Regions from separate parts of the Mus musculus genome. Here regions 2, 3, 4, 5 and 6 are each linked to region 1. Evidence: chromatin contacts called from public HiChIP or PLAC-seq and promoter capture Hi-C data. All regions are on one chromosome and are shown on one strand. Each heading gives the region's core, a stretch centred on a gene start, on an enhancer-like site or on the middle of the called end of the contact. The rest is flanking DNA. Distances are from core to core; before and after follow the strand shown. Region 1 holds the start of Nek6 (NIMA (never in mitosis gene a)-related expressed kinase 6). Region 2 overlaps Dennd1a (DENN/MADD domain containing 1A). Region 3 holds the start of Strbp (spermatid perinuclear RNA binding protein). Region 4 overlaps Dennd1a (DENN/MADD domain containing 1A). Region 5 overlaps Dennd1a (DENN/MADD domain containing 1A). Region 6 overlaps Crb2 (crumbs family member 2).

What was found. Promoter capture Hi-C pulls out the DNA fragments that hold promoters and counts their contacts. HiChIP or PLAC-seq counts read pairs in DNA pulled down with a chosen protein or histone mark.
Region 2: a contact with region 1 is called in an H3K4me3 HiChIP or PLAC-seq map of embryonic forebrain, with 7 times the contacts expected there. The contact joins the enhancer-like site here to the promoter of Nek6 in region 1. A contact is called at or near these places in 1 of 39 promoter capture datasets (cranial neural crest), 1 of 15 datasets of contacts at CTCF or cohesin (large pre-B cells), 1 of 484 Hi-C or Micro-C datasets (cortical neurons) and 7 of 115 datasets of contacts at active chromatin or transcription factors (the NIH/3T3 cell line, astrocytes, bone marrow-derived macrophages and 4 more).
Region 3: a promoter capture Hi-C map of second pharyngeal arch cranial neural crest shows a contact between it and region 1. The contact joins the promoter of Strbp here to the promoter of Nek6 in region 1. A contact is called at or near these places in 4 of 39 promoter capture datasets (cranial neural crest, maxillary cranial neural crest, pre-B cells and 1 more) and 1 of 115 datasets of contacts at active chromatin or transcription factors (astrocytes).
Region 4: a contact with region 1 is called in an H3K4me3 HiChIP or PLAC-seq map of embryonic basal ganglia, with 5 times the contacts expected there. The contact joins the enhancer-like site here to the promoter of Nek6 in region 1. A contact is called at or near these places in 2 of 39 promoter capture datasets (cranial neural crest and hippocampal neurons), 4 of 484 Hi-C or Micro-C datasets (the HPC-7 cell line, cerebellar granule neurons, cerebellum and 1 more) and 6 of 115 datasets of contacts at active chromatin or transcription factors (the NIH/3T3 cell line, embryonic basal ganglia, embryonic forebrain and 3 more).
Region 5: an H3K4me3 HiChIP or PLAC-seq map of embryonic limb bud shows a contact between it and region 1, with 5 times the contacts expected there. The contact joins the enhancer-like site here to the promoter of Nek6 in region 1. A contact is called at or near these places in 1 of 39 promoter capture datasets (cranial neural crest) and 6 of 115 datasets of contacts at active chromatin or transcription factors (cardiomyocytes, embryonic basal ganglia, embryonic limb bud and 3 more).
Region 6: a FOXA1 HiChIP or PLAC-seq map of pancreatic cancer cells shows a contact between it and region 1. The contact joins the enhancer-like site here to the promoter of Nek6 in region 1. A contact is called at or near these places in 1 of 39 promoter capture datasets (hippocampal neurons) and 5 of 115 datasets of contacts at active chromatin or transcription factors (astrocytes, bone marrow-derived macrophages, embryonic forebrain and 2 more).

Annotation. Positions count from the first base shown.
Region 1 is chr2:38,508,434-38,513,295 of GRCm38.p6, forward strand. It overlaps Nek6 (NIMA (never in mitosis gene a)-related expressed kinase 6), which reads left to right and starts at 3,264. Exons shown (of 10, transcript NM_021606.3): 1 at 3,264-3,360.
Region 2 is chr2:37,816,298-37,820,738 of GRCm38.p6, forward strand. It overlaps Dennd1a (DENN/MADD domain containing 1A), which reads right to left. Exons shown (of 23, transcript NM_001362973.1): 20 at 619-707. Among named protein-coding and RNA genes, the nearest start is that of Crb2, 42 kb to the left of the region's middle. Within about 2 kb of position 2,739, at least 24 of the 459 cell types and tissues checked have an H3K27ac peak or open chromatin away from gene starts, as enhancers often do. A contact at or near this core is called in cortical neurons, embryonic basal ganglia and embryonic forebrain, where this site is marked.
Region 3 is chr2:37,702,095-37,706,329 of GRCm38.p6, forward strand. It overlaps Strbp (spermatid perinuclear RNA binding protein), which reads right to left and starts at 1,251. Exons shown (of 18, transcript NM_001379315.1): 1 at 1,098-1,251.
Region 4 is chr2:37,928,990-37,933,611 of GRCm38.p6, forward strand. The region is part of intron 13 of Dennd1a (DENN/MADD domain containing 1A); the gene reads right to left. Among named protein-coding and RNA genes, the nearest start is that of Crb2, 160 kb to the left of the region's middle. Within about 2 kb of position 2,227, at least 60 of the 459 cell types and tissues checked have an H3K27ac peak or open chromatin away from gene starts, as enhancers often do. A contact at or near this core is called in embryonic basal ganglia, where this site is marked.
Region 5 is chr2:37,839,439-37,844,372 of GRCm38.p6, forward strand. The region is part of intron 19 of Dennd1a (DENN/MADD domain containing 1A); the gene reads right to left. Among named protein-coding and RNA genes, the nearest start is that of Crb2, 66 kb to the left of the region's middle. Within about 2 kb of position 2,898, at least 85 of the 459 cell types and tissues checked have an H3K27ac peak or open chromatin away from gene starts, as enhancers often do. A contact at or near this core is called in embryonic basal ganglia, embryonic limb bud and forebrain, where this site is marked.
Region 6 is chr2:37,781,842-37,786,222 of GRCm38.p6, forward strand. Crb2 (crumbs family member 2) reads left to right here. Exons shown (of 13, transcript NM_001163566.1): 2 at 1,359-1,682. Among named protein-coding and RNA genes, the nearest start is that of Crb2, 7.8 kb to the left of the region's middle. Within about 2 kb of position 2,805, at least 32 of the 459 cell types and tissues checked have an H3K27ac peak or open chromatin away from gene starts, as enhancers often do. A contact at or near this core is called in pancreatic cancer cells, where this site is marked.

The sequences.
Region 1 (4,862 bases), core at 2,014-4,513:
AAGAACATTTCCAAACAATCAGGTATCCCCAAGTGGAGGGGGTTAGGGTGCCAGGTACCTTTCTCTCTACCCCTGCCCTTCAGGAAGATACACGTCTTTGATCTTCCAATCAGAAACATTTTGGGGAGTGAGAAGGTTGTGTGGATAACCACAGCAGGTAGGAGAATAGAGTAGATGAGATGGTCCTCTCCTGCCACTGAAGCTGGCAAGGCCCAGCTTCTTGGGAAGTGGAGGCAGGAAGCTTGAAGGGCCACAAGTTCAAGGCCAGCCTGAGAAACATGAGGCCGTGCCCTACCCCCATCAAAAGCCACATAAGGAATTTCCTAAAATCCTCCCACCAAGAAGCCATTGAGGAGATACTTTACTCCCAGGATGTGGCAGGTGCAGTCTGGTTCTGGTTCCCATGTCTCCCTCTCCCAAAGGGCCCTCCTTCCCGTCTACGTACTGCAGGAATGCAGTACTCAGGGGCACATCCCGCCTGGAATCCCACCAGTTTCCTTCTGTGAGCTGCTGTGTCTTCAGCTTCAGCCCATGACTTGCCACCCCCATGAAGGGGATGAAGACAATAAAGGTCTCCCTCAGAGGCCACACCTTCCTGATGACTGGACCAGCAGCAGCAGATCCTAGCTGCTTCTCCACAGAGAGCTCCAGGGAAGGCGCAGAGAGCCAAAATGGTTTCTCTTCCTCTACTGCACAGTGATAATGAAGTAACACAGCATCATCCTGAAAGTCTCCAGGGCAGACATAGAGCCTGCCCCTGAGACCACATTCCCAGTGTGGTTGGCAGTGGGAGGCACAGGCAAGTCTAGTGCACACACAGGGAGGCAGCCATGCTAAATCTGGGAGGCATTTTGCAAGTAAGTACCTCTTTTCAGTGACTCATTTTGGGACTCACTAAAAACTCCTGTGAGTTGAAAACAAAAGTGGCCCTTGCACCTCTCCCTTCTCCCCACCCCTGCAGAAAGATGGGTGTTGCAGGAATGGTGAGGGTCTTGGAGCTGACTAAATTTGATTTTATGTCACAGCATGTCAGCGGGGCCTGCAATCCATCTGTATGGTCCATAGCCAAAGAGAAGGAAGTAGGGGTGCGAAGGAGGAAGGTCGGGAGAAGGGTGGGTTTGTTTCTCCAGCCTATCCCTTGAGACTGAAGATGCCTTATGTAAGCCCCACCCATCCTGTTCCTGCATTATAGTTCACTGGATGTGTGGTGGTATATGAGCTGGGCCCCTAATTCTCTTAACACTTAAAAACGACCGCTTGCCTACAGCCGGACCTCTAAGGTTCATCACTGGCTGTGAGACCTGGGACATGTTGTTTGGCCTTTCTGAGCTTCAGTTTCCTGAAAATGAAGACACTGCATGTGTTTGTGAACTCAGCAAGGCTGGGGAAAGTCCTTTCTAGTGATCTGACGCTGCTCCTTAGCTGTTCTGCCAGGACAGTTTTTACAGCAGAGAACCCAGTCAGAACACAGCAGGCCCCTAACCATACCCTCTCCTCCAAAGACTTCTGCTCCTCAGTAGAGACCTCCACTCTTCATTGCCTCTTAGAAAGCAGCCCTGGTCCTCCTGCCTCCGGCCTGCTTAACCTTATTTATCCTACTGTCTGCTTCCTGGAGAAACTCAGATTTCCTAGAGTGGGCGTTAAGCTTTCATTTTTTAAAACAACAGTTATTCGTGTGTGCCCTCACATGCCACAATCCACAGTGTATGTGTGCACATTAGAGATAACTTGTTGGTGCCAGTTCCCTCCTCTCAGAAGCAGGGACCAGCCTGGCTGCTCTGGGCTGGTGGCCATGCCTTTCTTACTTAGAACAAGGTTGCCTAGCAATAAGCTGCTGAGACCAGAAATCTGTGTCATCTGCTTCCAGTTCAACCACTCACCACCTGGGGGACTTTGCTCACAGGCCTCATTAAAGCCATCTAAGAAATGGGCACATGGGTGGCATGATGCCACCCTCACAATGGCTGAACATCATGAGGCAGGCAGGGGGAGTAATATAGGTTGTGGGCCTGATTACTGTGGACTCAAGTAGACTAGTTAACTGAATACTCAGCAGGTTGCTATCCCGTGCCCAGACATGTACAGCAGATTAATGGACAGATGGCAGGTGCTTGGGCACACAGACAGTCTAGAACACTCAGAAGCAGCAATACCTGTCCCAGCTACGAGCATCCCTTCCTGAGGGGAAGTGGGAGTCACCTTAATTGCTCCCCAGAGAAGCTTGGACATCCTAGTGGGGTTGTTAAGTATGCATAGATGAAGGCAGTTGTTGTTGTTGTTGTTTTGTTTTTTGTTTTTAACATACAACACTTGGTGTGAATTTGGAAGACATGGGGAGGTTAAAGACAATTTGCTGGAGTTCTTTTGTTCCATTGTGTGGGTCTGGAGGATCAAACTCAGGTCATTCCCCCCACCTCCACCCCCACCCCCACCCCCAGGCTCCTGGGTATTTGGCTGGCCCACTTACTCCTAAAAACCTTCTGCACACTGATGCTTGGCTGGCCTGGAGTTCCCAGGAAGGCAGTATCCCCAGGAGATACTGGCACTTTGAGGGCAGGGACTTGGATTTATCCTAGGTGCCTACTTCTGGAACTGTACTGGGCACTATTTGTACACTGTACTATTGTACACACTGATATATATATATATATATATATATATATATATATACATATATACATATATACATATATACATATATATATATATATATATATATATATATATATATATATATATATATATATATATATATATAATATGAATGACAACATCTCATGTAGCCCAGGCTGGCTTGGAATTTGCTATATAGCCAAGAATGAATGAATTTCAGACATTTTTGCCTCAGCCTTCCTAATTCAGAGATTACAGGTGCCCAATTTCCCTAGTGCTGAGATTAGGAAAGCATGCTATCAACTGAACTTCACCTCCTGCTGCACTCTGTGAATGGGTCAATTTCGGTCCTGCGAGGGCTGTGAGAGGAGCAATGTCAGCTGATGAGGAATCCATGGGTGTGGGGAAGGGTCCACGAATTGGTTACCCAGCGAATCTGCATCTTATAAAGTCTAGAGCCCGCGCAGAGGGGTTCAGTGCCCAGGGTTTGGAGTCTGAGGCTCAGTCTTCCAACCTGAGTTGGACGATCAGGCACCCAGGCTGGGAGCGCGCCCCCGGCGCCCCCTAGCCTGCGTGGCGGCCGCGCGCACGGGCGCAGGGGGCGGCGCGGCCCCGCGGCGGGGAGGGGCGGGCGCGCGGGCGCGCGCAGAAGCGGCGGCTGAACCAAGCGGACTAGCTGCGGCCGCAGCGCCGCCAACTCGCGTGTGACCCGCGCTCCGCCCGCCGCCGAGAGAGCCGCCAGCGCCGGTGAGTGGCCTGGGACCAGCGAGGGGCGCGGGCCAGGGCGTGGGACTGTCACCCGAGGCGTTGTGGGCGCGCGCGCGTGCCCGGGGAGTCGGCGGGGACGCCCGCAGGAGGCCGAGGTGTCCGCGGCGGGCTCCATCCGCCCAGCTGCGCGGGAGTGCGTGCGTGTGCACATCAGGGGCCCGGGCTGTGAGTTTGGGGTGGACCAGTGCGGGTGGACGGGCTCGGCTTCGGTTTATCCGTTTATCGAGTGTTTACCGTGGATGCCAAGGAGTACGTGTGCCCACGTGTCTGAACGTTCCCGAGTGAGTGTGTGCACACGTGCACGGGCAAAAGTGTACAAATTCCATACGAGAGTGTGTTTAGGATCCAGACTGTGCACTCCACACTGCAGGCCGGTGTGTGTGTGATGTGCCGGCTGACCCTGTCCAGAGAGGGTGCTGGGCCGGATTCTGTGAGTCCGCAGATCCCCAGGTTCTGACTTTGGTTGGAAGCCTCTTAGCCCGGCCTTGGCAGAACTCTGCATGGCCACGCAGGCTGAGGAGGGGGCTGCGCTGAACTTGAATTGAGGTTTTCTAAATATGTCTTAGTTCCCTGGCTTTGTTCGTGGCTGTCTCTAGCTAGGCCAGATTTGGACTCTGTTCCCCATACCTAGGGGTTAGGCCCTAGGGAGACCCAGGGCCCCAGATACTTGTCCTCTCTGCCTGCTCCTCTAAGTTAATCATATTTCCCTGATTTAACCGAGCCCCAGAGGGCCATAACAAATGGGTGACAGCATGCTTGGGACACATCCTCTAAGGGCTGTCCGTGAAGTTTTGATTGACAGTTTGTGCATGTGTGTTTGAAAGTTTTAACTGCGTTAGAGCAAACTTTAGAAAGTTTATGTACAAAGTTTCACTCCACTTGCAAAATGCAGGGTGACTTTTTGAGGGGAAAATGTCCTCACAGGAGCCTGGTGTGTGTAAAAGGGCATGTTAAAAACCCTATTGCTAATGGGAGAAGAATTTCATTGAATGGGTGCCTGACTCCCAACAGGAGAAACTTAACCAGTGAACTTTGGACATCGTCGTCCAGAAGACAAAACCTGGAAGGAAACAAAAAAAGACCCATGTTCATTTTTTTTTTCCTCTTTGTCCCGAAAACTGGAGAAGAAAAAATATCCCCACCTTCTGGACGTGTTGAAACTGTTCCCCTCCCCCACCGGGGCCAGGCTCTCCCTGGATCCCCCACCCCCAAATAAAATATGCCTGTGGGGAGCGGAGGAGTGAGTCACTCTCTGGCAGAGGGCCCCACGGCAAACATTTGGGAAGGTTCTTGCTTAACTTCCCAGAAGAAAAGGCCCGGGATTTAAAATGGTCCCTGTGGTTGTGAGCCTCCGAGCCCCGTCTGCTTCAGAGATGACTACAAAAGTCATTTGCTGTCTTTTAAAAAGCCCAAGTCTCAGACTTAAGCATTGTCCAGGATTTAGAGCTGTTTAGGTTTCCAGAAATGGAGATGCTGGCTTT
Region 2 (4,441 bases), core at 1,489-3,988, 690 kb before region 1:
TGAGCCTAGGGCTATGCATACCAGGACAAGGGGAAATAGTGTTTCTCTCTCCAGGTTGGAACTGTCTACAGCTTGCAGGTTCCATCTCCCATCTATCTAACAGCCACTCAAGATGTTACTGAAGCTGGCTCTAGGCTGGGTCACAGGGTGTCCAGAGGTCCTCTAGGTCAGGGGGAAGTTTGAAGGAAAGGCCTAATAGCACAGGTGCTATGGCTGAGGAGAGAGCAATGGTGAGGATGCTTTCTGATAAGCTCAAGCCGTGGAGACTGAAGAGCAGTAAGCCTACAATGGGGCTTGGCCTTGCAGGAACGCTTCTTTGACAAGGCAGCTTACTCTCACCTGTGGACTCTTCAGTGTTAAGAGGCCTGGGGCTTCCTTTGGAATGTGGCTGACTGCCTTTGAGCTGCACCACTCAAAGCACAGCCCAGGTTCCTGATGTGACAACAGAGGCTCAGACTCTGACACCAATGACCAAGTTCCCTGTCTGGCCTTATTTAACACCTGCTCAGCATTTCAAAGGAGCCTCCAAGAGGAAGGCTGGGGCTACATGCTTGGTCACCACAAAGCTCTGGCTCATTGGGTTCCTGGGGAGAGATGAGAGGGAGCAATAGTACTCACTGCTCAGGGCTTGAGACAGATGTCCTCCTGCCTTCCACAGTGATGTTGCTCTTGGGTCTCCTGACGACATGTGGACGAGGAGGCCGTACCTAAGGATGAACATGGGGAAATCCCCAAGAAGGAGTGAGTTAAAAAGGCCCCACAGGTCCACTGTGAACATTTGGGTAAACAGCCCCAGAGGGCTTGGTTACAGGTTCTCCAGGCCTGGGCTACCATGGTCTCCTGGTTATTACGTAAACACCACCACTTAACATACAGCATATGGATATATATGCTCTCTGGAATTTAAGCCAGAAAGGCTCTCCTCATCTGCAGACCCAGTGGCCTCTCAGAGAGCTGACTGAGGTGTGAACAACATGGGAGGCAGAACAGCAACACCCTATTTATGGAATTCAGTGTGTGGAACAAAGAGGTTCCACTCACATTTGTTTGGGGGACTCACACTCAAAATACTTTTTTACAGCTGAATTACAGGATACTTATTTTCCTCTCTAAAGGGAAGGAGGGAGCAACTGACAACTCCACAGAGTGCCCAGCTAAGCCAACTTGCTTCTCAGGGTACCGTATGCCCTGTCTTCCAGTAGGGCTAAAGTGGATGCTGCACAAAGCACAGCTTACGGTGGCAGTGGGCACACGAGGGCAGCAGGCAGCTTCCTACACTCACCTCTTACTACACTGTGGGTAGATGGGTTATTCTGAGCTGCCACAATAGTGAAGCCACAGAGGAAAGGATGCCCACTTCCTTGTCCCATCAGAGCCCGTGATAGATGTTAGGCTGTGAATTTCTGGGTACTCTTAGAATGAGTCTCATTTGGTCTAATCAGTATTATGTGACTTTGTGTATGGTACCATCACCTCTGACCACTTCTAATGTCACAGAGATTGGGAAGAGAGCTGAGAATGTCTCTCTGTGGCTCCTGCTGTTCATGCAGATGAGCCAGCATTGCAGCAGGTATAGGGAGCATGCATTCTCTGCAGCTGCAATGAGACACTGGCTGACAGACGAGAAAGACAGTGCCCACACTCCATTACAACAACCCTTCTTCAGAACAACCCTCCCGCCCCCCAGCAACTGGTGGGCGACACAAAACAATGGCTTAGGAACAAGATTACAGAGGCTGGCTGCATACAAGACCAATCTCGATAGAGTCTCATGGAACCCTCAGGTCTGCGCACGTCTGACCAAACCAAAGATTTTCCTGTGGAGCGGCCAGTCTGAGCTCAGACGTCTTTGGCAAATCAGAGATGTGGTAAAGGCCAAGAACATTCCACAAAACATGCTGTCTTCTTCCACGGAGCTATTGTTAAGACTTAACCACAGGGTGTGGGTAACACACTGGTGTGGACATTGCACAGAGTGTGAGCTCCAGAAATGCTTGCCTGCTTCTTTGTGATCGAGATGCCCCCTTTTATCAATAGCAAAAGGAAGGAGGGGAGGTGCCTGTAAGAAGATAGATTGCAGATAGTCTTAATCCTTTTAGCATCCTGTGAGGTGCCTGGTACATAGTGGAACTTCAGCAAGATTTGTAGACAGGCCAATGTTACTGTCTGGAATCTAACAGCAGTAAATACTGCTGTGGTTGTCATTGTTATTAGAAAGGTGCCTGCCACTCAACAGACATTTGGTCAACATTTGCCGAATAAATACATGGCTATATCTGTCCCCACTCTCATATGGAAGTGGTTTCCCCAGCAAGGCTTCTTGGATCCCTGAGACTCTGCCTACAAAGGAAGAGAATGCAGCTGGGTGGAAGAGCTCTCCTGCCCTTGCCAGGGACCTGGGGACTGAGTTCAGGAAGGTCAGACATTATGGCCTGTCAGCTTGTCCCACACAGGGCTGCTCCTTACTACAATGAAGACAGGTTAAGAATGTGAACTTGCCACTGAAATGGGGGGATTAAGTTTGTGGCAACTTCAACTGAACTTGCAACGTGGTGAAACATGGGGAAAAAGAACAACAGAGCTAATTAGACGAGCTGAGCTGTCAGAGTGCTGCTGAATGGCTCAGCGCCAACAAACAAAAGGAATGGGTTGGCAATCAGCAGGATCGATGGAGGAGACTGCTTCATTAGGGATGATAAAACAGACAGAGGAGGGAGAGGAGGGAGGGGTGAGGGAGGGTGGGAAAGACACAACGGACCAGAGACAGTCACCCCTGTGGTTACAGACCCACCCAGAGTCACACATTCCTCACTGGTGTAGGATTATCATTATAGACAAACACCCAAATGCACCAGGGCTCAGAGACTGCAGTGTATATACAGTCTTACAAACAGATATCCACAAAGGCAGGCATTAAGAGGTAATGGTGCATTCTCTCTCTCTCTCTCTCTCTCTCTCTCTCTCTCTCTCTCACACACACACACACACACACACACACACACACACACACACACACCCCATGCAGTGGCAGGCTACAACCAGGCCTAGACACACAGACAACTGGTTTAATCAAAGACAATGCAGATAAACCCCTGTGTATTTCAGCAGTACCATCCTTCTTCTGGGGTGCTTAGCAAGGGTGAAGCCTGGGTGGAGGGGAAAACCACTCTCATACACAACAGGGGCTGGCCCACCACTGCTAAGATCTCAGCAGCACCAGGGGAGAGAATGCTAAACAGGGCTTTCCAGATCTGTTTGGGGGGACTAGAGAGGAAAGTTGGGAAGCCAGCCAATTCCCCACCGGATTCAAAACCTGAGAAATCTAAGTCGGCAGGGTTAAGTGTGTATTGAATACAAAAGCACCAAGTACATTTGATTTTAATGGTGAGCAAGAAATAATAAATAGCTGATAAAGTGCTTCACATGTGGCCCACAGCAGCCTGCCTCTCCCTTCTCCCTGGTGGCTCCAGACACTGCCCTTCATCCAGGAGACACCAGCATGATTTTCTTTTGCTCTTTCTTTCTCCTTATTAAGAAGACCCCTCAGACCCTCTGGTCATAGCCAAGCTCCAGCCACAGGTGCTGGGCTACACAATCCCTCCTGTCAAGGCTGAGTGCCTACCATCCCATGGCTTTTCCACCCAGGCCAGCAGCTGTTGTACTCAGCCATGTTTATAGCCAGTGACCTGGCAAATCCTGACATAGAATCATGTCAGGCTGTCCTCTCTGTGACCCTTAAGAGTTCCATGATCCAGGTCTCTCGAGTTTCTTTCCATCCAGTGTGGGCTGGTGTCTATGAATGCATCCAGAATACATAATAGTCCCTGTGGCCTGGGAACCCTGGGTCCCGTACAACATATCTTCTAGCCTCCTAGTCTGTCTCTCAGTGGGTATGCTTGCAGAAGAGGGGAAGCCCAAGAACACGGCCAGTGAATTACCTCTTGCCCTGGCTAGGGGCAGAGGCAGACACTACCCAGTCTTCTTTTGGGACAACATTGCTTCCTCAAGTTCTCAGGTGCTTGGGCACCCTACAGTTTACCCAATTCCCACAATAATGAGACTACAGTACACAAGAGCTGTCTCTAGTACTTGAGCTACCATGCCTTGAATCACATTGAACCCCTGGCTGTCCTAGAGCCCAGGCCTCTAAGACTGCCTGGAGCTCCCTACCAACTACCTATGGCTGCCAAAAGCCATCTGTTGAGAACTTGAGAGGTAGGTCTGGTCTCAAAGGCCAGCTGGTCTCTTACTATCTCTGTAGTCTTGGTTATGAAGACCAAGGGAAATGACATCTGCCTTCAGTGGGCTGGAACAAGAATAGATGAGATATGGAGTACCTAGCCCAGTCCTGGGTACATTCAAGGGTGCTTATACTTTCCAACTCTTATCCCTGCCATGACAGAATGCTGCCCAGAGACCTCACTGCAAGTCCATCTGGCCA
Region 3 (4,235 bases), core at 1-2,500, 810 kb before region 1:
CATCTCTCTCCACCCAACCTAAAACCTCCACATAACCTCCTTATCCCCATTTCTCTCCCAAAGCCCTCAAACTCAGTACCTGTGTAAACCACTCCTCCTCCCACTTGCTCTATCCTCCTCTACCCTGAATACAGAACCAAGCCATTTTCCCCAAGCCTGTCAACCCCTTCCTGTCTCCTTCCATACTTCCCAGCCAGATACTCACTAGGGAACTCCTGACGTCCTGGGCGCACACACACAGACAGACATCTCCTGCCTGAATACCCTCAATTTCAACCGCCACCATTTGAGAGAACCCCCTCCTCTGACACTCCTTCCCTCCATCTTTTGGGGCTCAGCCTGCTCGCCACACTCCCAGCTACGGACCCCTCCTCCGCCATTTCCCTTCAGGCGTCCGGTGGCCTTCCCGCTGCCTGCCCCATTCTCTGCCCCTCACAAGCAGCGCTAACCAGGGCATCTGCTCCTTCCATTTCTGCCTAGAGGTGCCCATCTTGTCCCTCCCTCCACCACCTCACTTGCCCCTGCCCGCCCCAAATCCCCCTACACACCCATCCGAATCCCCAAACGGAACGTCCTCCTTCCCTCTCGAGCCCGACCTAGGCCCCCATGGGTCCCCCAGGCGTGCCCTTGAGGCCCTGGTCACCGTGGGGCCGGGTCCCTCAACGCTCCCTTACACCCAAATCTGCCCACACCCTGTGCCCGCCCCCCGAGCCTCTCCCCAGCTCTTGCCCGCAACGTCCTCCAGCACCTGCCCCGAGTCCGGAACCCTCCCACCTCCCCAGAGCTGGCGCCCCGCACGCTGCCCACGCCCTCGGGAGGTTCAGGGCCGGGACCCGCGACCCCGACCCCGAAAGCAAGCAAGGCGACCCGCAGTCCTGACGCGGACCGGCCGGGTACCGCGGCGGCGACCACAAAGCTCAAGCCGCGGGGCTGGGATTGCGCCGCGCTCCTCGCCTCAGCAGCCGCCGCCGCTGCTAAGGACGCACAACAAACAATGCGGGGCCCGGGCAGCCTCCGCCAACTGCCTCAACCGCCGCCTCAACCGCCGCCCGCCCGGGACGGCCCGCCGCGCAGGCGCCGGCCCCGCCGCAGCCTACCCGCGCCGCCGCGCTCCGCCCGCGTCCGCTCCCCGCTCCCGCTCCGCCGCCGCCGCCACCTCGTCCGCCCGCGTCTCCGGCTCCTCAGCACAGCGGCGGCGGCTGCGGCGGCTGCTGCCTTGGTGGCGCTCGCGGATCCGAGCTCGGCTTCGGCAGCGACCGCGGCGGCGGCGGCAAGCACGTGACGCCGCCGAGCACGCCCATTGGCCGATCCAGGGGGCGGGGCCCGCGGCTGCTGGGGAACGGAAAGCCCGCCCCATCGCCCTCCGCGCGCCCCCTGCACGCGCGCTCTGCCGCACCTGAGAGCTCCGGCCAGCGCCCGCCGCCGCCGCGCCGCGCTGTCGCCTGCGTCAACTGCGCACCTGGGAGCGCGCAGGGCGCTCAGGCCCGCGGCCGCCGCCTGCACCTGCGAGACCGCTTACGTAAACTGCGTCCCGCCCACCTCGCGGCGCCTAGCCCGGGCCGCAAACCGTACCTGAGCCCCGCTGTGCCTGCGGCGGTAAGCGTTGCTGGGCGGAGGCCAACTGCTGAAAAGAGCTAAGCGCGCATTAACTTCGTAACTGCAGGTTCTGAGAGCTGCTCCCGGCCGCAATGAGAGCCGGCTTCCCCAGGTTCTGCGTCCCGGTGCGGGATGCTTCTCCAGCTCCAGCCTCGGCCTTTACGCTAACGGAGTAAGCGCCGCAATGCCTCCCGGGTGGAGGAGGGGCAGGCAGTACCTTGGCTGAGTAAGAGACTCCGATCCCTCCTTGATTCGCTCCCCCTCCCACTTGCCGGTTGTGTGACCTTGGCCAAGTTACCGAACCGCTCGAGCTTCAGTTTCCACTTCACAAAAACTAAAACTGTAATTCCTATTTAAGAGCCGTTGAGCAGATGGCATAAAACAATAGATATGAATTTTCCTGGCACATAGCAAGCACTGAACAAAAATCAAAATCTCCTCTCCCTACTCCACCCTTAATGGCCCGGGAAATCCTTTCCCTCCTTATTTCCCTCCTTAGGTCTGGAGTAGTCTAGCTAAACACCTACCCACTTTGTTCCAACGGTGGTACTGGGAAAGAAATAAAAGGTTCAAGTTTTATTTTACAGCTCTACGTTGGCATCTTCTTAGTGCCTAGCATTCTCCCAGGGGGTTCAGCCCATGCTTAGTGTGTGTTGCATGCTCCACACTCGGCAGGGTGCTAGAATGCACTGAAGAATAAGTCAAGGTCCTTAGCCTAAAGCAAACCTAGCAAAGAACCCCACTTAATTTGAGCAGACAGTAGGGGACTGACCTCCCACACTCCCCCTGGTAGGTCCCCTTCTCATCTTGCTCCTGTACCAGACTCAAATATTAACAGCTCTGGACTGGAAATGATTCTCAATAATACTTGCCTGACATGGACAAAGTCCAGGGTTGCATCCACAGCACTACCAAAATATATGACCTCAGTACTTCATTCACAGAATATGTTAATACTTAGAGTTAAAAAGCTTTGAGTATGGCCTTCAACTTCAGGACATACACACTTCCCATTGCCCCTCCTTGACACTTCATTAACAACAAAGCTGTCCTTTCCTAGCTATCCCCAGGTCTGTAACATATCCCTGAAGTCTATGCTAAGCCCCAGATCACTATGTCTGATTGGCACCTCATTCTAGCCTTCTGGAAACCTGGTTGTTCTATCAGTTTAGAACATACTCCATCTGGAGCCCCTTGACTGCCCTGAGACACAGGTCCAGACTCTTCCTGCTTGTGCATCACCAGTTCAACAATGCCTTGTTATGTCACCAAGCTGTAGTTTAGCTCAGTCTCTTCCCTGGATTGTAAGCATCTTGAGGAAAGGTTCATCCCTCTGCCTGAGTAAAGTTAGGAAAGACCACATACACAGAGGATGAGATCACTAAAGCTGGGTTTTACAGTATAAAAGGAAGTCTGCCAGGGGAGAAGAGACACTGCAGTGCACAATACAGGTTTGCTGTGCACTAGCTGTGTGACCTTGACAGATCTAGGTCTTAGAGCCCTCATCTGTCATTTTGCATACCTCAGAGTACTGTTACTAGGAGTCAGTGAGACTACATTTAACATATGTGGCCCTTAGAATTCTAACACTTATAAATTATATTTTTTAAGTAGGCAGAATATATGGCATTAAGGATTCAATAGTATCTCTTGTTTTGTTTTTTATTGAACTTTTAACTCCAAACACTCAGGACAAAAACAAGCAAGTGAGGGTAGGCTAGATGTCTCAGCAGGTATAGGTGTTGCTGCCCAGCCTGACAAACCTGAGTTAAAATCCCAGAGCCCACATGGTTTAAGGAAAGACCTTACATGTTATCCTCTAACCTACTTCCACAGGAGTGATATGCACATATGTGCCAATATTCATATATGCACAGCATAGAAGTAAAAAAATGTTTTTAAAAAATTAAGTAAAACATTGAAAAACAAGTAAATAATACAAAAGTAAGGAGAGTGTAAAAGTTCACATTTAAAATGACCATCACATTCTCTGTCCCTCACTCCACTCCATCTGCTACTTGCAAAGAAAATTTTGTCATGTCTCACTTTACATGTCCAGAGAAATATGAAAGTTGTAACCAAGTATGGTGGTGCCTCTTGCAATCCTAACATTTGGAAAGCCAACGAGGAAGGATCAGAACCTCAAAGCTAGACTCTGCTTCATAGAGAGTTGTTGGCCAGCCTGGGCCATGTGGAACTCTCTTAGGGGACGAGGTGTGGTTCAGCTGTAGAATGTGTGCCTCGCTGCTTGCCTAGAGCATATGTGAAGTCCTGGGTTCCATACCCAGGATTGCAAGAAGCAAGCCTGTAATCCTAGCAAATGACAGGTAGAGGCAGGAAGATCAGGAATTCAATGCCATCCACAGGTATTTGGTAAGCTCAAAGTCTAAAGCCAGCTGGGCTACATGAGACCTGGGTGGTGGTGGTGGTAGTGGTGGTATTGTTGTTCTTACTGACATTGTTTCATTGGTTTGGTTTTATGTTTTGGGTTAGTTTGGTTGGTTGGTTGGTTGGTTGGTTTGGTTTGGTTTGGTTTACAAGACAAGGTTTCTCTGTACAGTCCTGGCCGTTCCAGAACTCTCTCTGTAGATAAAGCTGACCTTAGTGATTCTCTTGACTCTGCCTCCCAGGTTTTATGT
Region 4 (4,622 bases), core at 977-3,476, 580 kb before region 1:
ACCAGGCATCATGCTTGTGCACATGCCATAGAATTGGTCACAGGAGCCAAGAGGTGAGACTACTCACCTTTATGAAGTCCAGGTTTGTAGGAAACATTTGTGAATAGTCAACAGATGAAGGGAAAACACAATGGGGTTTGTTCATGTACAGACTATAACTCAGTCTTGAAAAGGGATGGCATTTTGATATCTATTGCAAGTTTGATAAACTTTGAGTTTGTGTCACATGAATTAAGACAAAGGAGGACAAACACAGTGATATTCTACTTCTAGAAAAAAATCAGTGGGAACATAGATGGTAGATTAGAGGTTACTAAGTACTGCAGGAGACAGACAGGAAGTTCCTGGTAATGAACTTTCAGGATCAGCTGACTGGAATGGGAGATTATAAGAACTTTCAGGGTGAGGGTTGTGTAGTCCTGTGAGTGCAGCCATCCCTCAGCTGTGCAACTGGCAATGGTCTCAACAACAAAGCTTGTATTTTCCACAATTGAAATAGTCTAAAGACAGACTTCAGGTCCATTCTAGGCTTCCCCATTCAAATGATATATATAGAGTCACAGGGCCTGTGCTTGGTCACAGGTACTCATTCCAGTCTTGTTTCCCTGTTCCTCATCTGTGCTGAGTGTAGTGTCTTAAGGCTGCTCAAGTCCTTCTGGGTTCAAGATGGAAACATGGGCAATTAGTCACTACCCTATCCGAGTTCTAGGAATCCTTTATACACCACACCCCATCATGTGGGCTTCGGTGTGCCCCACTCAGCTTCTCTCATATGAGTGAGCTGAAAATGGCCTTTCCCCACAGTGGAACAAATAGGCCCCTAGAGTCAGGCTCCTGCACACACCTGAATTTCTTTTACCCAGAAAGCTTAGGAGTAAGAGCATCTCAAAGTTTTATTAACTGAAATGTTGGTAGATTATTACCTAAAATATTGAAAGGTAAGAACAACTTAACAGCCCAGCAGGGGAGTATGGCCAGGGCAACAATGGCTGTGGCTTACTCAGTGACATACAGTGTAAAATGTATAAGATGCCACATTCAGTGTGGGACAAACAGACTTTATTCGTTAATCTGTTGAGCTCTGGATACCCTTTGTATCATGGGAAACAAGCAGATGCAATGCATTCATAAATTGCATATACACATACACACACAAACACGTTTGGTGGAGTTGTGGTGATGCCTTAATTTCTTTATTTACGAGTATTTCTTATTTTTCATCTCTCCAAAAGTAAACATAAACACAGGTTTCTCTCTGCCAGCTCAGGAGATGGGCAATGTTACTTAAGCAGAATTCTGAAACCTGTGGTACAGTTCTGACCTGGTACAACACAGTCTGGTGCATTCATGCTTGAAAACCAAGCTATCAATCTGCCTTTATCTTAACTTCTATGCCTTTGAGGGGTTTTAGGTGGATAAATATGACTCAGCAAAAACCATGTATAAAATCAAGGGATATAAGGTGAACGACATGAGTGTTCTTTATCAGCATCTAGAATGGACTGACTGAGATGGATGCTGAGTGTTCATACAGCTTGTTTATAGCATTCACTCCAGCACTAAGGGCAGGGTCTAGGCTCCTGTCACCACAGGGAAGGCTGGCCAGTGGGTTGGCCCTGAGAGAGCCACACTGGCTAACTAAATAAGAGTACCCGTAATGTTTCACCAAGCCGTGTTTCCACAGCCAATACACAGAACAGGCCACTTCCCTAGGTACCAAGCAAATGTGCTCTTTGAGTAGACATTTCCAGGACCCATATGGCCAGATACAGGAGATGTATCCTCATATGCACTGCCTCAAGGTGACTCCATGTAGAGGAGGAGTTAAGAGACTGCATAGAAGGATCAAATGAAAGCTTAAACTATCTTCAAGAGTTCGTCAAAACAGGCCAGTGCATTTCAAAGGGGGTGGATCAGTCTTGCTCAGATTTCCTGATGATATCATTTTGAACAAAGGAGCAAGGTAGAATATTCTTTTTAAAAAGCATGCCTTCTCCCTAGGAGAGAAAAGGGGACTCAAGGCAAACTCAAGAATCACACTACTATCCACATCCTGTGAAAGTTGTATTCTTCTACCAAGCAGATAATGGATCCTTGGCCTAGCAATTAAAATCATTTGTCTTTTATCCCCTTCTTGCCAAAAAGGACCCCAGCCCTAACTAGTTAATCCCCAACACACACTGCTGCTCCCAGAGTTGCCTGGCAACTACCAGGAGGCGTGTCAGAGAGCAAGAAAGGCCTAAATAAATGAGCTGGAGCCTGTGCTGTGCTTGACATGGATAAAGAGGTTCTCCGAATGGGGCTTCCTGGCTGCTTGTGGTTCTGTCATTTAAGTGGGAAGAACAAGTTGGCTTGGGCAACACTGTTAAATGCCCTAGGCTTTGCCACTGATTTTTTCCAGGTAACTGAAAAGTGGGTCACATACCCCTGTGATTTGCAGACACCTCCTCTCTTCCAGGAAAAAGCTATTTCCAGAGACTCCAGACAGGATAAGGAGCAATGCATGCACACGGAACACAGGCCTGGGGCTAACCTGTGCCTCCCGCACTCCCCTATCCATTCTCTGTCCATTAGTCCAAAATACACTGGCTAACACCTACACTCTGTGCCATGGCCTGCCTAGGATGAAACTTGTGAGAACTAGAAGACAGGCAGGAGAGTGCAGTGGGAGGAACCTTGTCTTGGAGTCTCCTCCTGGCTCTCCTACATTCTGGGAAGTCATTGCCAAGTAGAGCCTCTGCCCCATCTGTAAATGGACAAGACAAAGGTCAGGTAAACAGGAAAGATCGTGGCTGGGAAGCCACTTGAAGGTGAACTATGACTGATTTGTGGGAGCCACTGAGGAGGGGTAGACAGTTATTCCTCACTTTCACTTTCTGACTACAGGAAGTCCCTTTGAAACATCTGGCCCTGAAAAGACCCACCTAGACCAGGCTAGGCTCAGTATAGAGAAGCCTCAGCAAGATGGCCCTTCCCTTTCCTTTGGACACGGGTAAAACAAAGCTCAAAGGCACTCTGAATGTTTCCAGTAAGGGAAAAACATAAGCAAAACAAAATAAACAAATAAAAAACCTACAAAGGCTCTCAAGTGAGCTCTAAGTCATAGGCAGGACCCTTTTAGGCCAGGCTTCTACATAGGCAGGCAAGGATCAACTGGCCCTACAGGAGCTGCATCCCAAATACTTCTGGCTGGAAAGGAATCCTAGCAAGAACAGGAGACAAGCTGCTGTCCAAGGGCTGGCAGGCAGGCCCTGGACTAGGCTTATCCAAGTTTCACTACAATCCTGCAAGGATCAGGCTCCACATGGAAAGAAACTGAGGCTCAGAGGTCTGAAGGAGTCCTAAGTCACAGCTGCCAAGGAGCAGAGCAGACAGCAGCAGCTCATGCTTTCAGAGCAATGCAAGTGGTTACTCTGAGGTCACCAGTTTCCTACCACAGCACAGCACTAGTCTGGGTGGGAAGATACCATAGCCATTTGGACAGCAACACAGCACAAGTAGTAATGGCAAGTGTGGCAGAGGGTTGGGCAGTGACTTCCAGGTTGCTCAGGGCCCTCCTTTCTGCAGGCGCTCTCTGCTCTCAGTCTCTCTGCAACTGCTCTGCACATGGCCACCCATTTCTTCCTCCCCTCAGCACCAAAGCTTGAAATGTTCTTGGATCCTGAGTGTTGATTCTGAGTGTTGAATAGAGCTGGCCCTGCCCCTCAACTGGGCACTGTGGGAGAGCTGGTCCTACCTCTCATGGGCTACAGCACTCGGAAGAGTGAGCCCCACACCTTGCCTGGGCAGCACAGTAGAGCTGGCCCTGGTAGATGGTGCAGTGAGCTGTACCTGGAAAGCATGGGAGCAGGAGAGCAGGCCCTAGTGGTATGGGTGCAGGAGCGCTGGCAGGCTGACCAATTCAGCTACCACCCAGGCCCAGATCTACCCCAACATCTACTCCATCTATGAAGTGCTGGAGCTGGTGAAGGGGTCAGTCCTACAGAACCAAAGCTGAAGGATGTCCATGACACAGGGCATTAACTAAGAGGCGTCTCAGTAAGGATCCAGTATTGACAGTGTGGCAGAAGTCAGAGACCTCAAACCAGACCAATGGCTCATTGCAAAGATCATTTGCAAGCAAAGAAGTGTTGGTAAAAGGGTATATACTGTGAGATACATAGCAGCTTCCACTGCAAGATGTTGTTTTGGTTTTTTGTTTTTGTTTTTTTCTTTAGATAGGGAGGTTGCAAGGGCAAAGGGCAGATATGGAGGAATGGAGGGATGAATGAAATTGGGGTACTGATGTGAAATTAACAAAGGATCAATAAAAAAGTTAAAAATATTCCAATAGAAAGAACTAAAAAAGAAAAAAAGAAAAATCATTCAAACTACATATGAAGATAGAAAAAGCTGTTCTTATTAGTGTGGCTTAAAATTGGGGGATGTTAACAACAGCCAATAAGACCAGCATCAGGATAATGAGTGGGCTTTGGCCCTTATTTTAAATCAGAGGTACTAGATAAAACCCTGTCAGTGGGCTTATATATTCACCCTCTGGAAGCCTCCCAGGTAACTGTGGTCCACAACCAGGCTGTCCTCAATGACATTTGATAAGAGATTTTATATGATGTTAAAGTGCT
Region 5 (4,934 bases), core at 1,648-4,147, 670 kb before region 1:
GGATGGTGCTCAAACCTCTGTCACAGCTCATCACAGAGCTACTATGGTACTTGATTAGGATTCTGGTTTAAACAGTTTTAAAAATTTTAAATTAAGGATCAGGCATGGTGGTCTATGCCTTAATCCCAGGCAGAGGAGGAAGATCTCAGCAAGTTCAGGGCCAGCCTGGTCTATGCAGTGAGCAAGTTCCAGGATAGCCAGGATCTTACTTCCACAAAACAAAACAACTTTTAAATTATTCATATGAATGGGTATTTTGCTTGTATGCATGTCTATGCCCCATGTGTATGTCTGGTGCCCATGGAAGCCAGAAATGGATGTTAGATCCTTTGGAACTGGAGGTACAGATGGTTATGAGCCTCTATGTGGGTGCTGGGAATTAAACCCAGGTCCTTTGGAAGAGCAGCCAGTGCTTTAAACCATTAAGACAACACTTTAGCCTCTAAACAGCTTTTGAAACTTTACATTAAAAAAGTTCATATTCCCTTGTTAAAATGGAGGGAGAGGTACATTTTAAGATGTATGTTTTGGAATCTGGACATTGGACAACAAGCAATTATTCATTTTGCAGATCATTGAATTGTGGGAAACAAAGCAAGTCTGGAAGGTCTGAGAACTGGTCCTCCCACTTCTTTCTCAATGAGCCTTGGCAGCCTGCACTCAGGGCTAGCAGCAAGCATCCCTGGACTCCAGCATTTGTCCAGTTCTCTAGCAGGGAGGGAGGGTTGCACTCAGCCAAGAGAAGCAGAGGAGTTGTGCTGGTTCAAGAGTAGACATGAGTGAACCATGGCAGCACAGCCAAACTGGTTTCCTTACCAGCTAGCTCATGGCCATGACACATTTCAGTGAGCACAGATATTCAAAGTACCTGCTAGCTTGGCCATTTGACTAGATGCAGAGAACAGCTTCTATAGAAGGTGCCACCTCTAATGACTTCTGCCAAGGGAGAAGGGTCATAGCATGATGTTATTCCTATGGGTGCTCCCACTCTGTTGGGGAGGACCCTGCTTCTTCACCCCTTCTAAAGCCAGGGACAGGAAGGAAATCCCTCTCCCCATCTCAGAAGAGTGAAACATAGGATCTGAATCTCTAGCCTGTGTTCTGTCTTTTTACCTCTACCTGGGGGGTCTGGGAAGGGAGTGGACATGCCCTGTCCTCCCTTCTATAGATCCCTCTTAGGAGGTGTTTTGGAGCAGCTGTGCCACTGTTTACTGATCCTGTGAGGAGTAACTCAGTCCTTCCAATTCAGAAGCAACGACTTAGCAACCATTTGGCCTTAGGACTTGTGAAGTATTCTCCTTTTACTTGTTATTTCTTTTGAGTCAGCATCCTATGTAGCCCAGGCTGGACTTGAACTCTGCCTTCCTACCTCCATACCCCCTCAAGTGCTAGGATTACAGGGGTGTTACATTCTGCCTAGCTTTAGTCTTTATTTAAAAGGTTTGCATTTTAGGGGCTGGCGAGATGGTTCTGTGGGTAGGGGTGCTTGCTGCCCACCCTAACAACTTATTTGATCTACAGGTTCACATGGTGGCGACAACTAATATCTGCAAGTTGTCCTCTGATTCTGACACACACACTCACTCTCTCTCTCTCTCTCTCTCTCTCCTTCCCCCTCCCCCCTCTCTTCTCTTCCCCTCTTCATTTGTCGGCCTGTCTCCATCATGTCTTACAAGGATGGAGACAGGGCCCTTACTTATCTTACAGTGTGTGGATGAAACAGTGTGTATGCAAATAGGGGCCCAGTCCCAGCCTTGAGGAGAGCATCGGGTAAGAAACTATTTTTTTCTCCCTGACAGTGGCTTCTCTTGGCACTGAGGACTTTGTAGAGGGCCTTTTGCTGTCGCCCTGTAGGATGTGTCCACCGGGACTGTCCTGCCTAGGCACCAGCACCAGGGCTGTAATGTAGAAGGATTAATGTCACTATTACAACAGTCCTGGTTTTCACAGGCCAGAGAAGTGAACTTTTGTTAGTTTTATTTTGTTTCATCTTATTACTTACTTTTGAGTCACAATGTTATATGTATCCCAGACTGGCTTCAAGCTTGTGTTGTTCCTGCCTTAGCTTCCCAAGGCCTAAGATTATAGACTTGTATTACTAAACCAACTCTAGCTAAGAAAGTGGACTTGAGGAATGTAAGACCAGAGTGGGAATGTTGAGGGTTATGACTGGGGTTTGAGTCAGACTGCTTGGAGTCTTCATACATCTGAGCAGGTCCCTTCAGGTCTTTCAGCTTTTGATCCATAAAATAAGGTCATGGTCCCTGCCTTCATATAAGATATTGTGAGGCCTGTTCCTCCAGCCCCAAGGAGAGGATTTACATACTAGGGTTATATGTGTAGCACTGGTGAATCGTAAGTGAACATTAAATGTTATTATGGATTAGAAAAAAACTGGATTAGTATGCTAAATCTGTGACTTTAGAGACACTGTAAGATGAAGCTACAGTTTGGATGCATATCAGGTTCAAATGGTTTAGAGAACAATGCCAAGTAAGGAAAACACAGAAAAATGTACATTTTTAAACTGTTAGAACTCTTAAAACTCAGACTGCCCAGAAAGACTGTACTCCTTCGATCAATGACTCATCAGAGAAGGTCCCAGGGAAGGACTGAAGGACAATCCAAGGGGCAAGTCTGGAAAGAATTAAAAAAAAAAAAGGGGGGGGGTGCTGGTGGTTTCTCTATCCCCCTCCTCCCTGCTAATCTGTCACCTAATAAGAAGGGGCCTGGCTCAAGTGAGCTGGCTGGCGGTTCACTTGCAGCAAACTGATTAAGAATGTTCAACCAACAGCAGACTGTAGACCTTTCCAGAGAAAATAAATAGAGTGTAGACTGTATGCAAATGTGTTTGTCACTTTGACAGCACGTCTCAATTAAGGCATCTCGCGGCTGTGGGTAGGCTCTGTGGCTGCAGCTGGAAGGGAGAGCCTGCTGCACGGCTGATACTAGGGGCTTGACCTTAATCCGTATGCATGCATTAAAAAAAATTCCTGCCTTCCTGTACACTTGCATAATGCTGGCAGCCACGTGAGGGAAGTGACAAATGGGGGTGGGGGGTGGGGGAAAGCCACTTTCATCCTCCCCAGTTTGCAGACCTGTGAAGGCACAGACAGCTCTTATTTCAACAGAGTTTGGGGTGGCTTTTTAATTGTTTATCCCCCACCCGTGTGAGCACACACACTCTTATTCTGCATTTAGCTGGGAATGACATTAAAGCATCTCTCTATTTCTTGCTGAAATGGAAAGAAGGTCTCTCTATTTCAAATAGGGCCTCCTTTTTTGTGTGTTTTGAAAATGGAATGTTTAACACCATGAATTCCCTCCCCCCTCTGCCTCCTCTTTCTCTGTAATGGGCTCCCAACTCCAGTGAGGGTTCCTTTCATGGGCAGGTTCGCATGTGCAGGAATGAGGACAAAGGAAAGCAGGAAGCTGACTCTGGAATGCCATGCTGGTGACAGCCAGGGCTGTGCTTTCAGCACACATGGCCAGGAACTAGGATGAGGATTGCTCCAACAAGGGCCCAAGCCCCAGAGGAGAGAGGCAGGTCCTCGGGGTGCAGACACTGGTGCGCTTTGAAGAGAACGGCAGTTAGTCAGCACTTCTGCTTTACAGGATGTGCCAGGTTCTATGACATTCCTTTAAGTATAAAATTAGAAGAGGTGCAGCTTTCCCCAATTGATGAGGTTTGGACGTTTACTGGAAAAGACTGACTAGAAGAGAATGATTTCATTCGTCAGTTATGTTCTGCAAAAAGAACCCACAGCGGCTGTTTTGCTAGTTCCTTTTCCTCTTATGTTTTTATTTATTTTTGTTTGTGTAAACATATACTTATGTATGTGGGGGCTGTGTGTGCCTAGGCCCAAATGTGGAAGTCAGAGGACAAATTGGGAGAGGTGCTTTTCTCATTTTATGATGCAGTAGCTGGAGACTGAGCTTAGATTGTCAGGTTTGGCCGTGCTGAGCCATCTGAAGGGGCTGGTTCACTTTATTTTTAAGTAGTTCAATGCCTGATACATAATGGCACCTGATAAATGTCTCAAAATAAGAAATGTTTTAAATGAAGGATTCTAGGTCCTTTTTGAGGTAAAATAGCAATCCTATTAACAGTAAATAGAAGTCATACAGACAGGTCCCCTGCACATATGTAGCAGACAGGTAGCTTGGTTTCATGCTGGTCCTCCAATAACTGGAGGGATTCTGTACCCGGGGTGGGGGGGAGGGGGGAAGAGACCTCTCCTTTCTCAGAGATGAAGGAGGTGGGGAGGGATGGGGGAGGAGTCATGTGAGGGGTGGACTGGGAGGAGAGGAGGGCTGTGATTGGGATGTAAAGTGAATAAATAAATAGGGGAAAATAAAATAAAAATAAACATAGAAAGTAGAATCTAAAAAAGAAAAACTCATACAGACTAGCTTTATCATACTTCATTTAAGGAATGGCTAAGGAATCAGATGATTTAAGCTCAATAGTACAACATAGCTTGCTGAACAAGCACTAGACCCTTGGTTAGAGCCCTAGTACCAGAAAAACAAATGACGACTACAACAAGGAACCTTGCAAATTCTTGTTACAACCATACCTAATGGAGCCATGTTTCAGATACCAAATCAAACCAAAAGCACCAAACCTCATACACTATACACACATTTATGTTTGATAAATTTGACTAGTTGATTAAGACAGGTAGGGAAGGCTACATAATCCTTTTACTTGAGAAAATATAACCATAGGTAGGAAATGGATGAAAATTTCAATTTCTGTAAAGAGTACAATGTATTAATTAAGAGGAAAGAAATAAAATCAAATGAATAGACAATTTTTTAAGCACTTGGGTCCTTGAAAGCAGTTGGTTAAAGAGTTGGATCTCTAGAACCAATACAAGGGTGTTTACTCAGAGAAATGCAACCCCCAATATTGATTTTCAGGGAGTACA
Region 6 (4,381 bases), core at 1,555-4,054, 730 kb before region 1:
TTGGACTCAGGCCTAATAGTGACAAGGTTTTCAAACTGGGATGGCAGGAAGGAACAAGACTCACTGGATTTGTCTTCTAGTCAACCCCGGGTGCTCCAAGTGTGTAGACCCTGGTCAGGTATGTAGGTTCAAGTCACTATACCTGCTTTGCTTCAGGTATTTGCTTGTGGGGGATGGTGTGAGTGTAGGGATCCTCTGGAAGTCCTCAGGCAAGCTGGCAAGAAGGAGGGACCAGGATGGGTTTAGGAGTGAGAGAGGCTGAGCCAGGTCCTGCCTTTGAAGTCGCCCATTCTTTTCCCGGGGCTGAGATCAGAGTCTCAGGTTTCAGTGAGGGATGGAGTTACCAGACCCCCAGCGGGGGGTTGAGGGGGATGGAAGCTACCCCCTCCTTAGATCCTCCACCCCACTTCAGGCTGCTGAGGGGACACAGGCCTGTAGAATGGAAAGGCCTGGCGAGCAGCGGGAACAACCTGGCATTGCCGGCTATTCCTTGTTAATTTATCCTGTGATGTCAGCACGTCTTTACTTCCTTGAGCCTCTATTGCTTGTCTGTAAAGAGAATATAGGACAGTCCAAGCCTCCTAAGGGTACTGCAGGAGGGTTACCAGAGAGCTTGGGCAGTATTTGTTAGGAAATACTGTCACAGGGGAACCACTCACTCAGTCCACTATCTCTGCTCTATAGATACAACAACAACAACAACAACAACAACAACAAAAATGTCCTCAAGGGCTCAGGTTGTAGCCCAGTCCAGAAAATGGTTGCCTTTCACCAAGGAAACCCTGGGCTTGATTCTCCAGTACTCCATAGGCTTGGATTGGTAGGGTATGCCTATAATCCTGACACTTGGGAGCTGAAGCAGGAGGATCACAAGTTTAAGGTCATCCTTGGATATATAACAAGTATATCTTGATCCAAGATCAGCTTGGACTATAAGATAGTCCTCAAAAATAAGCACAAAAATAAGTAAATAAATCCTCCTCGGGCTGGCAAGATGGCTCAGCGGGTAAGAGCACTGACTGCTCTTCCAAAGGTTCTGAGTTTGAATCCCAGCAACCACGTGGTGGCTCACAACCAACCACCCGTAATGAGATCTTGAGATCTGATGCCCTCTTCTGGTGTGTCTGAAGTCAGCTACAGTGTACTTATGTATAATAATAATTTAAAAAATCTTAAAAAAAAAAACATCTCCGTTTCAGGTGTAGATATCTTCATTAGTAATCAGCTTGCAGATGCCCTTGGTGTGCACACAGGTTCTTGAACATGGACAGACCTGTGTTAGACTTGTGGCTATCAGTAGGGGAAGAGTGTATCCTGCAGACCCTGCCCATATTGCCAAGTTGCTTTCTGTTTTACAGGGCTGGTTCCTCCAGAGACTCCAAGTGTCTGTGCCTCAGACCCATGTGCTCCAGGGACCAAGTGCCAGGCTACAGAAAGTGGTGGCTATACCTGTGAGCCCTCAGAGCTTGGAGGCTGTGCTACTCAGCCATGCCACCACGGGGCACTGTGTGTGCCCCAGGGCCCAGATCCTAACAGCTTCCGTTGCTACTGTGTGCCTGGATTCCAGGGACCCCACTGTGAACTGGACATCGATGAGTGTGCGTCCCGGCCTTGCCAGCATGGGGGCACCTGCCAAAATCTGGCAGATCACTACGAGTGCCACTGTCCCCTGGGATATGCAGGTACTGGTCACCTTGGAGGACTGGACCACGGATGGGCAAGGGGCCCATCGGTCAAGTCCCGGAATGCTCCAGCTGGCTGGCAGCTTTGTTAACCACTCTTGGGTTGGCTGCACAGCTGACATTTCTTGGGTTAATCTGGCAGGTGGGATCAGTACTTGTATGTTTGTGTGTTAATGTGGGGCCCCGCACATAGCAATTACTTGACAAATATTGCTTTTTGTCCCTGCCACAGAACTGAGTGTGGTCCCCACTGGAGATGGGGAATGAGCCTCATGCATCCCTTGCAGGGCACACCTGCCTGGTTTGGCTTTCTGGAGGATGCCCAGAGGGTTATCTCTAGCATTCCTTCAGTCTAGACATGTGTCAAGCTGCCGTGTATTCCCTGTATGGCTCACCTGATGGGCCCTGGCAAGGCTCAGGATGTAATTTGGACCTCAGTCCTCTGGGCATCCTGAATTCTAGCCCACTGGGATTCTTTCCTGTTTGTGATGGGGAATGAGTCCCTCGCCATCCTTGTTCCCAAGAGAGGAATGATGTAGACACACATGCTCAGAAGCACGACCGGCATGGACACACATGTCTCTCTCTTCCAGGGGACACCTCACCCCGGTCACTTCCTACTCCTACATCTGCTTTCTAGAGCTGCCTCATGTCAGGAGGGAGGGGACAGCTGGGGACAGATCTTCAAAGGATGTTTAATTTAGTGCAGTCTGGAATCTGCAGTATAGACACTGGGATCTCCACCAACCCTGAATTCAGGCATTGCTCTCAAACCGTGAGGCAGTTTCAAGTTCCCTCTGAGCAAATGATACAGACTGGGGGGCAAGTTCAGGAAGGACATGGAGGGATGAGATGGCACCGTGGGATGAGAGTTGGTTAAGACACCGGTCTCTGCATCTTTGCCCTCTTGGTATCTGAATATCTGTGCAGGTGAGACTTCTTGTCCCAGCCATTTGCATATATATGGTTGCTCTAAGGGTGCTCTGAGTCCTTGCTTGTGTCATAATCGGTGTATGCTTCTGTGGGAATTGTCTGTGTGTCTGTCAGCAGGCAAGTGAGCACTGTCTATGCAGCAGTCCTCCGAATGTGATGTGAGCAGGCAGCTTTGCGTGACTCATTTCCCTCCTGCTCCCAGCAGGGTGGGGGAGTTGGGATTCCAGGCCGCCTGGGCCTGGCTCTCCCTGGCACAGAGGATAGGAGTGGGGCAGGAGGGTCATGGGAAGGAGGAGTCCTGGGGCTGGCTGGACAGGGAAGTAGGGAGGGCTCCAGCTGGGGTCAGCTGGCTCCTGAGCCCCCATGACAAAACCTACTTAGGTGGCAGGGGAAAGGCTGTGGACGCCTACACTGACAGGACCTGCCTCATAAATCCCCACACCTGGAGATTCTCCATCTCCCTCTGTCTCTACCCCTATCCAGGGGAGGGCCAACATGTACTCTGGGTTTCCCCAGAGGCATGGGAATTCCTAGGTAGAACCAGAAACTTCCAGTTTTAAAAAAATTATTATTATTATTATTATTATTATTATTATTATTATATGTAAGTACACTGTAGCTGTCTTCAGACACTCCAGAAGAGGGCATCAGATTTTGTTACGGATGGTTGTGAGCCACCATGTGGCTGCTGGGATTTGAACTCAGGACCTTTGGAAGAGCAGTCGGTGCTTTTATCCGCTGAGCCATCTCTCCAGCCCCCTGAACTTCCAGTTTTAAAGTCAAGACAGCATAGGGATTGGTGACCCTACTCCAGTGTGTCCTGTCCAGAGTGGCCCTCTTCTGTGGGGTTCCTTCCTCACATCCTTCTCCAAGCTACCAGTGATCTTCTGAACCGCACTGCTGAGCTCCTAGGTTGGTTGCCCTTTTCATTGCTGTGGTTAAATACTTAACAAGAAGTAAGTAAAGCAAGGACGGGTATACTTGTGGGGATGTTGTCCGTCATAAGGAAGAGTCACCTGGTCACATTGTGTCCTCTGAGGCTGGCGCTCTGACTGCTGTCTTCCTTTTGTTTGTTTGTTTTTCCCCCTGCTTGTATTCAATCCAGGACCTCAGTCCTGGGGATGGTGCTCCCCAGACTCAGGGTGGATCCTCTTTCTTCAGTCGAACCCCCCTGTAAACTCCCTTACAGATATAGCCAGAGGTCTCTCCTCTGGAGGGTTCCAAATCTGGTCAAGGTGGCTGACCATAAAGATCCACTATTATTATCCCTACCAACAGCTTAATTTTAAAAAAATATTTAATTATGTCATGTGTATGCGGGTACTAGAAGAGGCACCCGGGTGAGAGGATTCTAGAAATGCTATCTGAACATCTTCACGAAAGCTAAACCAAGCAGGTCTGCTCTTAGGGTAGGTGTGAACTGCTTAAAGCGGGTGCTGGGAACGGAGCTCTGGTCCTCTGGAAGAGCAGGAAGCTCTCTTTAGAGATGAGCCCTCTCCAGGCCCCAAACCTGACCTTTCTTGATGGGCAGAAGTCTGATTGGGCTCTAGTACCTGATGCCCTCACGCCTTTCTCCGCCACTCTCCCCAGGTTCTGTCTTTTCTCCATCTTTCCCCCAGGGCATTATGCCTCTGCCTCAAGAGGGATGCCACCAACTGTCATCACTGGCCTTATTCAGCTTTCAAAAAGCTGTTCCTGAAGAAGCCTGTTCCCAGCACCCTAGAACAGACCTTGGCTCCTGCCCTAACAGGATCTAGCTGTCTCTC